Regions from separate parts of the Mus musculus genome. Here region 2 is linked to region 1. The links are chromatin contacts, called in public HiChIP or PLAC-seq maps. All regions are on one chromosome and are shown on one strand. Each heading gives the region's core, a stretch centred on a gene start, on an enhancer-like site or on the middle of the called end of the contact. The rest is flanking DNA. Distances are from core to core; before and after follow the strand shown. Region 1 overlaps Hectd1 (HECT domain E3 ubiquitin protein ligase 1). Region 2 overlaps Heatr5a (HEAT repeat containing 5A).

What was found. HiChIP or PLAC-seq counts read pairs in DNA pulled down with a chosen protein or histone mark.
Region 2: an H3K27ac HiChIP or PLAC-seq map of microglia shows a contact between it and region 1, with 4 times the contacts expected there. The contact joins two enhancer-like sites. A contact is called at or near these places in 12 of 484 Hi-C or Micro-C datasets (the G1E-ER4 cell line, LSK cells, bone marrow-derived macrophages and 9 more), 1 of 115 datasets of contacts at active chromatin or transcription factors (microglia) and 3 of 9 other capture datasets (adipose tissue, liver and pancreatic islet).

Annotation. Positions count from the first base shown.
Region 1 is chr12:51,765,261-51,772,042 of GRCm38.p6, forward strand. It overlaps Hectd1 (HECT domain E3 ubiquitin protein ligase 1), which reads right to left. Exons shown (of 43, transcript NM_144788.2): 25 at 3,269-4,105; 26 at 2,296-2,517. Among named protein-coding and RNA genes, the nearest start is that of Gm5785, 60 kb to the right of the region's middle. Within about 2 kb of position 3,636, at least 30 of the 459 cell types and tissues checked have an H3K27ac peak or open chromatin away from gene starts, as enhancers often do. A contact at or near this core is called in bone marrow-derived macrophages and microglia, where this site is marked.
Region 2 is chr12:51,937,810-51,944,085 of GRCm38.p6, forward strand. It overlaps Heatr5a (HEAT repeat containing 5A), which reads right to left. Exons shown (of 36, transcript NM_177171.4): 12 at 1,762-1,914; 13 at 262-361. Among named protein-coding and RNA genes, the nearest start is that of Heatr5a, 30 kb to the right of the region's middle. Within about 2 kb of position 2,077, at least 16 of the 459 cell types and tissues checked have an H3K27ac peak or open chromatin away from gene starts, as enhancers often do. A contact at or near this core is called in bone marrow-derived macrophages and microglia, where this site is marked.

The DNA.
Region 1 (6,782 bases), core at 2,386-4,885:
GAAGGTTCAATGGGTCAAAAGTGCTTTCCACACAAGCCTGACAACATGAGTTCCATTCCCAGAGCCTACAAGAGAAGGGAAAATTTGTCTCCTGGAAGTTGTCCTCTGACTTCTACATGCAGACATCATATACTCATAAAGAAAGACAATATAGAATAATTTTAAAATATGTCAAGTTTATATTGTCCAAAATAAAGACATTAATAACAAGCTGTTCTTTATGAGAACAACAACAACAAAAAACCCAACAGAATAATGAGATTAAATAAGAGAAGTTTTCACTGGCTGTATAAGGGGAAACGCAATACTAGAACTAAACAAAGGTAAAAATACATTTTGATAAAGAACATCAGATTACCTATGCTTATTTAGCAACTTGAATTTTCAGACCTTTGAACAAAACGTCTTCTAATCAAAATTGAGAAGAGTCCTAATATTCTCCTTAATTGGTTTCAAAGGTAAGCATTTTAACACTGTGAAGTCAGTGTGTGTCCTATAGTTACCAGCAAATCCCAGCATACCTGGCAACAATGTGCAACATCAATGCCATGTTTTACAATTAATGGTCTCTGAATTTAATAAAATACATCTCTAGCATATGTGAGGGGCTATCCTACAACTTACAATAGCTCTCATGAACATACTATGGCTGTACACAGCATAAACATTACAGGGTTTTGGTTCAGGTTTTAAGGTATACTCTTAGCTTCCTATAATAAAAATTTCTGATATGTTACAATTCACTTAAGTTATTTCCCCCACATCCCTTTTGTTATTAGTATAGAAGAACAATAAAAGCTTTGAGAGCCAATGGTGGTACACACCTATAACCTTAGCTCTTGGGACTCTGCTGGCAGGAAGATCAAATATGCAAGGCTAGGGTGAACTACACAGTGAAATTCTATCCTGAACAAAGAAACAAACCAGAAACATTCCAAATTTCAAATATCTGAACGTGCCCCAGAACTGATTACGTCTCTCAAAAAAGAAACTTTACACTGCGTTAGGTTTATGCTCATGAAAGCTTTAGAGAGACTTATGTTACTCTCATCCTTCTAACTAGCAGTCTTCCATGGTCCGTCAGTGTCAGGCACAGAGAAGAGGGATTCCATCACCTAACACAGCCAACAGCCTCAACATTTTACTCCCTTTCACATGGCAAACTCACAGCCCTATTTAGATCACCGCAGTCCAGAACTAAAGTGAAAAGCTGGAGAGACGGCTCAACAGTTGAGAGCACTTGTTCTTGCCAAGGTCATGAGTTCAGTCCCCAGCAGTCATGCTGAGCAGGTCACAGTCACCTGTAACTCTAGTTTCTAGGGACCTGACGTCCTGTTCTGGATTCCAATACCCATATTCAGATGTGCATACATAAGCTCTTCTTTGAAAGTATCAAAAATATTTTTTTAAAAGAACAGAGGGCAGAAGATACAGTTCAAGGACAGAGGGTTCTCCTAACCTGTGAGTCCTGGGTTTGATTTCTAGTATTGCCAAAGGGGAGACAATAAACATGATCAAGGCTATGTGGTAAAAAAATAAAAAATATTTCAACTCATCTTGACAGGAAGACAACTGTTTTGGAAGTAATTACTTTAAAGAACAAACCTAAGGCGATCCACAGCAATACTAGGTTGTATATTTATGTTTATGAGAAAGAAAAAGTTGTAACTGTTAGACAAAGCGTATAACTTATCATGATCACCCTATAGTGGAATATTTGGCAGTAATTCCAAATGTTGTAGAAACACATCAAACAATGGGATATATTTTCAAATACACTGAGGAAAAGAAATAGCTAAAGGACACAATTCCCTTTAGCTTAAACAAGCAAACAAACCCCATACACACAGGTATGTACCTGATCAGGTTGGAAGGTAGGTACTCTACTTGTTTTATTAATTTTTTTTCTAAAAACCTGGGTCCTCAGTAGGACCGACAACCACACTAACCCCTGAGCCATCTTCCTAGCCCCTATAATCAGATAATTTTTTAATCTTCTCTACATCATGGAGTTTTTCCATTTTATACAAAGACATTATTTTATATAAAAGGTTGAAAATATATAAGGATGGACGTGGTGTGCAGACCTTTAATCCCAGCACTCAGGAGGCAGAGACAGGTGAATTTAAAGCCAGCCAGGTTTACATAGTGAGTTCTAAACCAGCTAAGGCTACAAAGTAAGACCTTACCTCAAATTCCATTCCTCATCAAGAATTCCAGGAAAAATGCACCATGTTAATGGATCCAGTTGGATGGATGGATTGTATAGTTAATAAACTTTGATCTGTAACTTACCATATAAGGAGTATTCTGCTTCCTGGCCTGTGTCACTCTCACTAGAGGTTGATGTGAGGCTGGTGGTTAAAGTATTACTTAATGATTGACCCACTGATAAAACTGTGGTTGCCGTAGCTACATTGCTGCTGCTCGTAACACTCGATGTTGACATTGTCACTGTTGATGTAGTACCAGGTGTGGTCAAATTAGGGAAACTCTGAGCACCCATAAGTGGAGAAGCTAAAAATAAAAATGAAGCAAATCAGTTAAATACGCAGTATTGAAGGAACCTTTAAAAAAAAAAAAATCAAGATAAAATATTTTTTTAATTTCATGAAACACATTAATAATGAAAACATTGAAAAGCAACAACTTTGGGAACCGAACTGAAAACCAACTAAAACTTACTGTTTTTAAAAACACAATTACTGCCGGGCGGTGGTGGTGCACGCCTTTAATCCCAGCACTTGGGAGGCAGAGGCAGGTGGATTTCTGAGTTCGAGGCCAGCCTGGTCTACAAAGTGAGTCCCAGGACAGCCAGGGCTACACAGAGAAACCCTGTCTTGAAAACAAAAAAAAAAAAAAAAAAAATAAAAAAAGAAAAAAGGAAAAAAAAAGTCCATAATTACCTTTTAAAGCCTAGCTTTTACAAAAAATAAGCAACAGGATTAATTTTATTGTAATTTTATGGGAATCACTTGGCCCCATTAGTAACTTAAAATTAGAGTTAGCTAGCGTTTGGAAGCTATAGTGAATACAGGGGCTGAGTGAGAGGCGTGCCGTGGGAACTAGTCAGCTAATCTGTCGTGTAGTTTTGTGTAGCCGTCTCTTATAAAATGCAAGCTAGTCTCAAGTCCTGAACTACTGTAGGTTCTTCAGACCCTGACTTCATAGTTCCCAAGTGCTGCATCTGAGAGGGCAGTCTGTCTGACGTGGCTAGCCTCAGCTCCCTCACAGGAAGTACTGGACCCCAGAAGGAAAGCTCACTTACTTGCGGTGCTCATCACGTTCCTCCCCAAAGTGTTAGTGTTGTTGTCACTGCTGCTTCGGCTTAGGTTCATGTTGTTGGTGGCATTAGTCCGTGCTATGTTTGCCACTCTCCTGACAAAGCTCTCCAAGCTAGATGTCTCTCTTGAGGACAGGTTAGGTACACTCGCACTGGAGCTCATAGGGGCCCCGGCTGCCAACAGAGAGCTCACCGACAGTCTGTTACTTGCCGAAGAGCTAAGGGGTCGTTGTGAAGCTGCTTCCTTATTGGTTAATTCAGATACCGAACTAACATCAGGAGAGCTAACGCTAACAATCCCCATGGATATCGCACTAGACTCCCCAGGAGCTCGAACAGAACTATCAGGGCCTAACTTCCTTTCCGCATTTTCACTTCCCGTTTCCGCTGTTAGGGTGCTGGTGCTTGCACTGGAAGATGACCCTACTTCTGTTTGAGGGACGTTTTCAGCAGATGAAAGAACAACAATTGGTTCATGGACATCAGCTCCTGAAACTATACTGTGTTCCATTACAATTTCTGATCTCCGTTCCGTTTTGGTCGAAGCCAAGCTGATGTCGCTGCTACTGGCCACGCTACACACAGAGCTGCTGCTCCCTTTTCTACTTGAGGAGCCTGCAGCAGCAGACGTCTTGTCTGGACAGTTGTTTTTCACCAAGCTGCTCCATGATTGCGTTGTGCCTGAAACAGTGGATGAAACAGGTTTGGGTGATGCCACTGTATCAGGGTCGTACCCTGGTGCAAGCTTGAGGTCAAATTTTCCTTCTGCGCCCATACGGTAAGAGTTTGAGCCACCAGCATCCCAGGTGACATCAATCCAGCCTGGAAAGGGACAGGAGTTTGTGAGACCCAGCAGAAAGCAGAGAGGAGCGTTAGACAGTAGCTCCACAAACGGGATCAGCGTTTCATGGCGCTGTACTTCCCTCAATTGCTAACCAACAGGTTTGCCAACTAAAAGACAAGTTTTGAACTCAGATTAATTAAAATATTATTTGATACTATTATTAGTCTATCTGAAGGTCTATACTATTTAATTCTCACATAATAATATTAAGTATGCATTATATACGATGTTTCTGGGATATCTCTAAAATTCTTCCTTTTATTAGATTTATCTCTGGACAGCCCAAGACTGGTAAATTTTTTTCTTTTATTCAAGACAGGGTTTCTCTGTGTGGCCCTGGCTGTTCTGGAGCTCACGCTGTAGACCAGGCTAGCCAACTCAGAAATCTGCCTGACACTGCCTCTCAAGTGTCACTACCACCAGGCCAACTAGTGATATATAAAAACATTAAAAACTGATTATTTACATGTATTCTGTTAAAAGGGGAAAAAAACACTTTTAAAAATTGATGCTGAGGGTGAAATCTAAGGCCTGACATATACAGGCATCTACCACTAAACTGCATTTCCAACTACAGAAACAATATTAGTTATAAAAGAAAAAACTGAGATTTCAACAAGTGAAAATTTTTGACCTGTTAAATGTGACTATATGATTATCAAATGTTTCTTCTTGAAAAAAGCACTAACCATTAATTTTAAAGGTTGGAATAAAATCTAAAAAATGACAGATAAGCATGCTTATGTCACTTACAGAAATTTTAGATTACTAGCTCAAATAAAATACTAAGTTGGCATTTCAATTGTCTTCTCAAAGTTTACTGGTTAGTTGATTTTATGGTTTAGTTTACTAGATTTGAGTACGCACAAAAACATCCTAGAAACAATTTAAAAGCAAGTTGAGTTCTTTGAGGATTTATATACTAAAGCTATTAACAAATTAAAAGATATTGGATCTATACTTACATATGAAAAATGTTAGTTTTTTGAAAGGGGTAATAAAATTACAAAACCCCCCAAAACTAGTTGCCTAAGAAGGAAGCTAATAGAAAGTTCAGTGTTACGTTAGTTAGAGGCTGACTCCCCAGGAAGAGACACACCAAGAGCTCTGACTTGGAAGTGCACTGAGCTCGTAGAGAGCGTAAGTAGCTGTAAGCATCCCTGAGCACTTGACACGCCGTTCATGACACACAGTAACGGGGCTCCGAGGAGCCCTGAGCCGCCTGCACTTATCTATTCATGAGTTATTTGAAAGGAAAACTGACTGCTGCAAATCTGCATAAGCTTAGATAGTATATGTATTGTAGATATAATATAAGCATATTATATATATTTTGTATTCGTATTTCTTGCTGAAATAACTTTTGAAGAACCAACATTTAACTTTCTCATTTGCTACACAGGAAGTATAAGAAAAGGTTCAAAAATACATCCCAGTATCAAATAAAGTTGAGACTTATATTGCATTGATAACAATATATACTCAAATTATCAATCTCTCTCTCTCCACACACACACACACACACACATATATATATATATATATACACACACATATGTATATGAATACTATTAAATATAAATATGTATGTTTTACCCAGAAGACAAGTTAATCATATTTTGCTTTGACCATTGAATAGATGAATTTAACAGAGTCCCTTTACAATCCTGTAGAATAAGTGGATAAACAGGTAGTTCCACCAACACAGAGACTCTTCAGAAGAGCAATGGGTATACCTGATGCCATGTGGGAATATACTAAAAAGTGCACCCCATTTATATTAGGTTTGAGAAAACTTTTAAAAGGTAAAACATTTATACCTAAATATAAAATATTCCTATGCTCCAAACATAGATAAAAAGATTCCTTATTGTGGGAAATGTATTTGAAAACTTAAAACTGACATGTTTAAAGCTAAAACTGAATTTCAACATTTGGAGGATCAGAGACATGTAAGAATCAAACCCAGGGCTTTACATACATAGAGCAAGCCATCTACCAACTGAGCCAAAGTCCCAGTCCCGTAATTTTTATTATAGCATTTTACATTTTTAATGCTCAGTATAATTGGTAAGAAAGAACTACTATGATTCAAGCAAATCACTTGCTACTAAGTAAACCCTTAAATGTTAAAAAGAAACAGCCAGGCAGCTAGAGTGGGAGTTAACAGTAGCTTATTATTTGGATAAGGACTTTTGCTAAAATCTATAGCACAAAGATTAAAATGAATTTACTTTCTTTGTACAATTGGCCCTACTACAGAACACAGTTTAAATTCCCTCCAGAGGCTGGTAGACTGTAATTGCCTACTAAGCGATTGGGAAACTATTCCTTATTCCTTGCTCTATAGAAAAATAACTGTGAACACGAATCCTTTCTCTTCTCTGTGTCTTTAGTACAGTAAAAAGGCATTGCCTAAATTCTAAAACTACCAAGAAATTCCTATCAGGAATTGGTGGTAACTTGAGAACAATACACAAAGGAAAACGAGAAGAAACGTATCTTGAAATACTTAATATTAGCTCCATAATCATGACAATATTAACAAATAGATTCTAGTCAAAATCCAAGATTTTGTTTTAACTATTTATTCTAAGTCAATGAGTTGTTACTTTTTAGAAAGGGTCTCAACCAAGAAGCTCTGGGTGGCCTGGA
Region 2 (6,276 bases), core at 827-3,326, 170 kb after region 1:
GTTAGCAGGCTTAGGATTTAATTTCTTGTTAAAACTGCCTGTATGAAAGGTATATTATTCACCAAGTAATTTTCCTTCCCTTTTAATATGCATTTTTTCTAGCCTAAAAGAGAAGAAGAGAAGTCACATATCTAAATGACTGCCTTCCTCTGCCAAAGGAATCAAGTCTATCAGCTTGCATTATGAGTACACCTAAGGGATTACAGAGCGGTAGCTAACTGCTCTTAGAAAGCTCTTCCAGTCTAAAGAACTGATCCTTACTGAGTCAGCAGATCCACAGCACAGGGAAGCGGCGGCAGGAGTCGCTGGATGACTTCCTCAGTAAGGAGATCACCACAGTGCGAAATGAAACTCTTGACAGCTGAAAATGAGAACAGACACTTACTCCCTGTACAGAGTCATAGGCCACGAGACCAGAACATTCAGTTATGTATAGCATCAGCAATGTTACAAAGAAGTGCTCAAAAAAAATAGTATCTTGAAATTCTAATGATTAAAAAGGAAGCTAGTATCTTCCATCTTTAATTATATTTTTCAAGAATTTCCTGGGATTGCTAAGAGACTAATAAATTAACAAAATGGTGGTGCCCTGGGTTGTGCTTAACCCTTGAGATCAGAGGCAGTGAGTTTAAGGTCAGCGTGATCTACACAGTAAGTTCTAGGACGGCAAGAGCTACATAGTAGCTCATCTCAAATCTCAAATACATCTCAAATTTAAAACAAGAAGAGAAACAAAGAAATCAGGGGTTAGAGAGATGTTTCATTGTTTAAAAACGTGTAGGATTCATATCTGGTTCCTGTTACCATGTTGCTTTGATTGCACTTCAAGGGGGATCTGACCCCTTTTCTGACCCCACTGTTAACCCCCCCCCCCCCACAATGTGTGTGCGTGTGTGTGTGTGAGAGAGAGAGAGAGAGAGAGAGAAAGAGATATTTTCACATACACACAAATACAAATAAATCTTTAAAAATAAATAAATAAAAAAGCAGCTTAGACTTCCAAGTCCGTCAGTTTCTCACTAGTTCTGCAGAAACATGCAGACTCTAGCCAGGGCATGAGTTTACAGTTACTCAAATAACTGAGACTGCTTCAGAAGAAGAGAAAAATAAATAGTTCAGACTGAGTGTCGGGTTGAAATTAAAATTTTTTCCTTTTTAAGGGTAAAATTCATTGGATAAACAAAACAAGCATGTGGTGGTCCCTGTTCTAAGAAAGCCATTTTCCTTAGTTTAAACTAATAGTGAGAAGTTATTGTCAAGCCTACATACACTGTCACAAATACAAACTGGGACCCACACATCTCCAGGGCTAATTAAATCAAATTCTTACTACCTTTTTTTTTTTTTAAAGATTTATTTATTATATGTAAGTACACTGTAGCTGTCTTCAGACACACCAGAAGAGGGAGTCAGATCTCATTACGGATGGTTGTGAGCCACCAAGTGGTTGCTGGGATTTGAACTCAGGACCTTCGGAAGAGCAGTCGGGTGCTCTTACCTGCTGAGCCATCTCACCAGCCCCAAATTCTTACTACTTCTTGTGGGTTTCCATCTGGCCTGAGTCTGAGACATGCAGTGGTCAGTCTAAAGCTCCAGCTCTCAGACTTGGCTCAGTACCACTCAGAGTTATCACCAGCTAACTGATCACACTCAGGTATGGAAACACCAGCCAGATTCCTGTCCCCTTACACTAAATGAAACCTACAGAATGTACAAAGGGTAAAGAAAGGCCAGGGAGAAGAGAGATGGCAGTCAACCTACCACAGAGAGCACCGGCTCGGCCTTCCAGGGTCACTTGCCAGGTAAACGAGTCTCCTCGGCTCTTTTCTGTTTCTAGATCTCTGGGGGACGCTGGAAAGACACACTTCCACAGCAGCAGAACTCGAGTGAGGTGGTGACTGACCACGGCAGGACCTGCAAAGACAACCTCACGTGACTCCTTAGAGCTGGACTAGGGAGCAGGGGTGTCTCCCTTAAGATGAAAATACTTGAATGTACAACTCCAATGTTTTGTATCTTCTGGTTTCCAATGAATGGTTATTAAGTGTTGCAGCCCAGAAAAAGAAACAGGAACTAAACAGCCAAGCCTGGGTCGGGGTGTCAGCTACTAGCTAGCTACTGTCTCCCGTGACAGAGTGAACGTTAGTGTACTTGAAAATCTGGCCAATAGCACATAAATGGAAGGTACAATTGCTATGGCAACAAGCAACATTGTAACATTCCTCAGAGTAACGTTTTATTTCATATTTTAGTTATGTGTACACAGGTGTGTCTGTGTTTGGGTATGCATTTAAGTGAAGTTGCCCAAGGAAGCTAGATTGTTGGATCCTTGTACTGACTATGGGAGCTGGAAAGCAAGAAGGCTGAGCCACCTCTCCAGCTCCATCTCTCCAGCCCCATATCTGCTTTTGCCTCATTCTTCCAAATGCTCCTATTATAGGTTTACAGTAGCACATCTGTACATTTTGACTACTTCAGTCTTTTGTTTAAAAAGAATTTTTAAGACTTTTTTTAATGTGTGAGTGCTTTGTTTGCATGTATGTATGTATATATGTATGTATGTATGTATGCATGTATACCACGTAAGAGCATGATGCCTGTAGAGATCAGATCTGTCAGAACTGGAGTACACTGGCTAGTTTTGTCAACTTGACACAAGGTAGTCATTTGGGAAGGAAGCTCCACTGAGAAAATGCTCCCACCAGCCGGGCCTGTGGTGAAGCCTGTGCCGCATCTTCTTGACTGATGACTGGTATGGGAGGTGGAGCCACCCCTAGACGGGTGGTCCTGAGTATTGTAAGAAGGCAGGGTAAACTGCTAAGTAGCACTCCTCCATGACCTCTGCACCAGTTCCTTACAAACTGTAAGCTGAAGAAACCCTTTCGTCCCCAGGTTGCTCTTGGTCACAGTGTTTTCCCACAGCAATAAAAACCCTAACTAAGACAGAATTATAAGTGGTTGTGAACTATCATGAGGGTAGTAAGAACAGCACCAGGGTCCTCTGCATGAACAAGTGCTCTTAGCTTCTGAGCCATCTTTCCAGCCTGTCTATTTCTTGAGGTACACTTTGGAGCTCAGGCTGGCCTGGAACTCATGACCCTCCTGCCTCAGCCTCCCAGTGCTAAGATGACAGGTGTAAACGACAATCCAGGCTTCTCACTGTTAACATCTGAAACAACTTGTTCCAGGTTAACGTTCAGATGCAATAAAAGGTGATGGAGAGGGCTGAGGAGACGGCTCAGCAGGTAACGCGCTCGCTTTACAACAGAAGGCCTCTGTTCCATCTCCATCCTCAACACCCACATAGGAGGAAGGAGAGGACCAGCTCATGAAGTGGTTTTCTGACCTCACAGGCATGCACACGCCTTCACAATAATAAAGTAGAAGTATTTAAAGGCAATATATAGTGATAATATTATCATTTAAAAACAAAACAAAACACCCTAAGACGCATTAAAAACTAAAGCTCAGCTTTTCTTTTTTTTTTTTTTTTTTTTTTTAAGATTTATTTATTTATTATATGTAAGTACACTGTAGCTGTCTTCAGACATACCAGAAGAGGGAGTCAGATCTTATTACGGATGGTTGTGAGCCACCATGTGGTTGCTGGGATTTGAACTCAGGACCTTTGGAAGAGCAGTCAGGTGCTCTTACCTGCTGAGCCATCTCACCAGCCCCTCAGCTTTTCTTCCCAAACAGAATTCTTTCACACTTAGCTGTGGGTGTGCACCCCTTCCTCTGTGCTCTCTCTGAACTGTGCAGCGTGGGGAAATGCAATGGGCTTTTGGGGGAGACGTGTGGGAGAGGCCTGAGTAGGCTAATTTGGTTCTGCCCACTTAGATATGTAAACTTGGGCAAATAATTTAACTTTTTTGTCCTCAGTTTTCTCATTTTTAGTAAGAGAAATAACAGTATTTCCCTCATAGGATAGTTTCCAAGACTTTCGGTTCATAGAGACAGCAGTCCTGGCTTGAGTTAGGCATTTATTCAGTGTCTGGTGTGCAATTATTGTCATTGTTATTATTTGGTGTTTTGCATTAGTCTTAGTCAGGGTTTCTATTCCTGTACAAACATCATGACCAAGAAGCAAGTTGGGGAGGAAAGGGTTTATTCGGCTTACACTTCCATACTGCTGTTCATCACCAAAGGAAGTCAGGACTAGAACTCATGCAGAGCAGGAGAGGCCATGGAGGGATGTTCTTTACTGGCTTGCTTCCCCTGGCTTGCTCAGCTTGCTCTCTTATAGAATCAAGACTACCAGCCCAGAGATTGCACCACCCACAGTGGGCTAGGCCCTTCCCCCTTGATCACTAATTGAGAAAATGCCTTACAGTTGGATCTCATGGAGGCATTTCCCCAACTGAAGCTCCTTTCTTTGTGACAACTCCAGCCTGTGTCAAGTTGACACATAAAATCAGCCAGTACAGGATTTTTTGTCTTTTTAAGGCAGGGTTTCTCTATGTAACTCTGGCTGTCCTGGAAGTTGTTATGTAGACCAGGTTGGCTTCAAACTCACAGAGAGCTGCCTGTCTCTGCCTCCCAACTGCTCAGCTTAAAGAGATACACACCATCACACCCACCATTACACATCAAAATAAAATAATTAAGAAAATCAAAGAATCGAGACTTGATTAAAAAGAAGAGTAGCAACTGCAAGCTTTGGGAAAATGTCCAGCACCCAGGGCACTTTATAATGCGAACACCAAAGAAGGCCAGGGTCACATTAAGAAGGCATGTGAATAAACTGTTGGGCTTTCAGCTTGCCAAAGATATGGGTCAAGAGGAATAATGACTGCATTGGTTTGAAACATACAAATATGTAATATTCCATGAGTTTGTAATGGTATCTAAAACAGTCATACACCTTTAGAAGCTGCTAGGATTTTATTTATTAATTTTTGCAGTACTGGATATTGAACTCAGGGTTTCATGCATGCTAGGCAACTCTCTACCACTGAGTAAATCCCTCTAGGATTTTAGAATATTCTAAAAATTTCTGATAACAAATGAAACAAATAGGGGCCAGGGAGATAGCTCAGTTGTTATGAGTTTGCAGAACGAACATGAGAACCTATGTTAGCATGGCTTGGCACAGTGTGTGTAACCAGTGGGGGAGGGGGAAGTCCTGGAGCTGGCAGCCAGTCCAGCCAAAACAGGAGGCTCCAGATTCAATGATACGCTGTTTCTAAAGACACAGTGGAGAATGACTGTGATACCAGGTGTCAATTTATTTTATCCACACCCATGCCCACCTCTCCTACATGTGCATCTGCACAAACATACACATATACTGCAACAAACACCACAAAGGCAGAGGGGTGGGGTGGGGGCATACAAAAATACATATAAAATAGAGTTCAAGAAAACACAATAAAAATACTCATAAGAAGTAAAAACTTTTATATAGTGATTATAAAATGCCTAAGTCAATCTCTCCCTCTCCCTCTCCCCCTCTCTCTCTAACATAAGCTCTTGTTCTCTAGCCCAGGCCAACCTCAAATATGCAATCCTCCTATCTCAGTTCAGCCCCCTCTACAACCATGGCAGACTTACTCATCTTTCTGATGTTGTTGTTGTTTAAGAAAAGAACATTGTACAGCCTTCCTCCAGTGCAATGGCATTGGATATACAAGGTTATATCCAGATACTGAATTTACTAAGGCCAGGAGAAAACTCAGGGCTATAGAGTTCCCACTGCATAAGTATGAGGATTGGAATTTGGATCCCAGGACCCATGTAAGAGATGAGGGTGTCCCCATGGCCTAGAATACAACACTGAGTGTCATGGAAAAGGAGAGACATCAGGGTTTGCTGGCTGCTAGCTTACCAAAACCAACCAACCAACCAACCAACCAACCAACCAACCAACCACAGAAAAACTCCACCAGCCCCAGGTTCAAAAACAGACCCTGTCTCAAATGAAAAAGGTAGAGAAATAGAGGAAAATATGTGATATTCTCTGAGGTCTTCAAGTTGAATTACGCACACACATACACACATACATAGGTATATATCCCTATACACAAATACTGAATAATCATAGGAGAGGGGTCTGGGGAGATGGCTCAGTGTTAAGAGCACTGGCTGCTTGTCCAGAGAGCCCAGATTCTGTTCCCAGCACCTACAAGGCAGTTTACACCCATTTGTAACTTTAGTTCTAGGAGCTCTAACACCCTCTTCTGTCCTCTGTATGTACCAAGCATGCATATGTTACACATATATCCGCAAGCTAAATGCCTATACACAAAAAAGAAAAAAAATCTGTACAAAAATTAA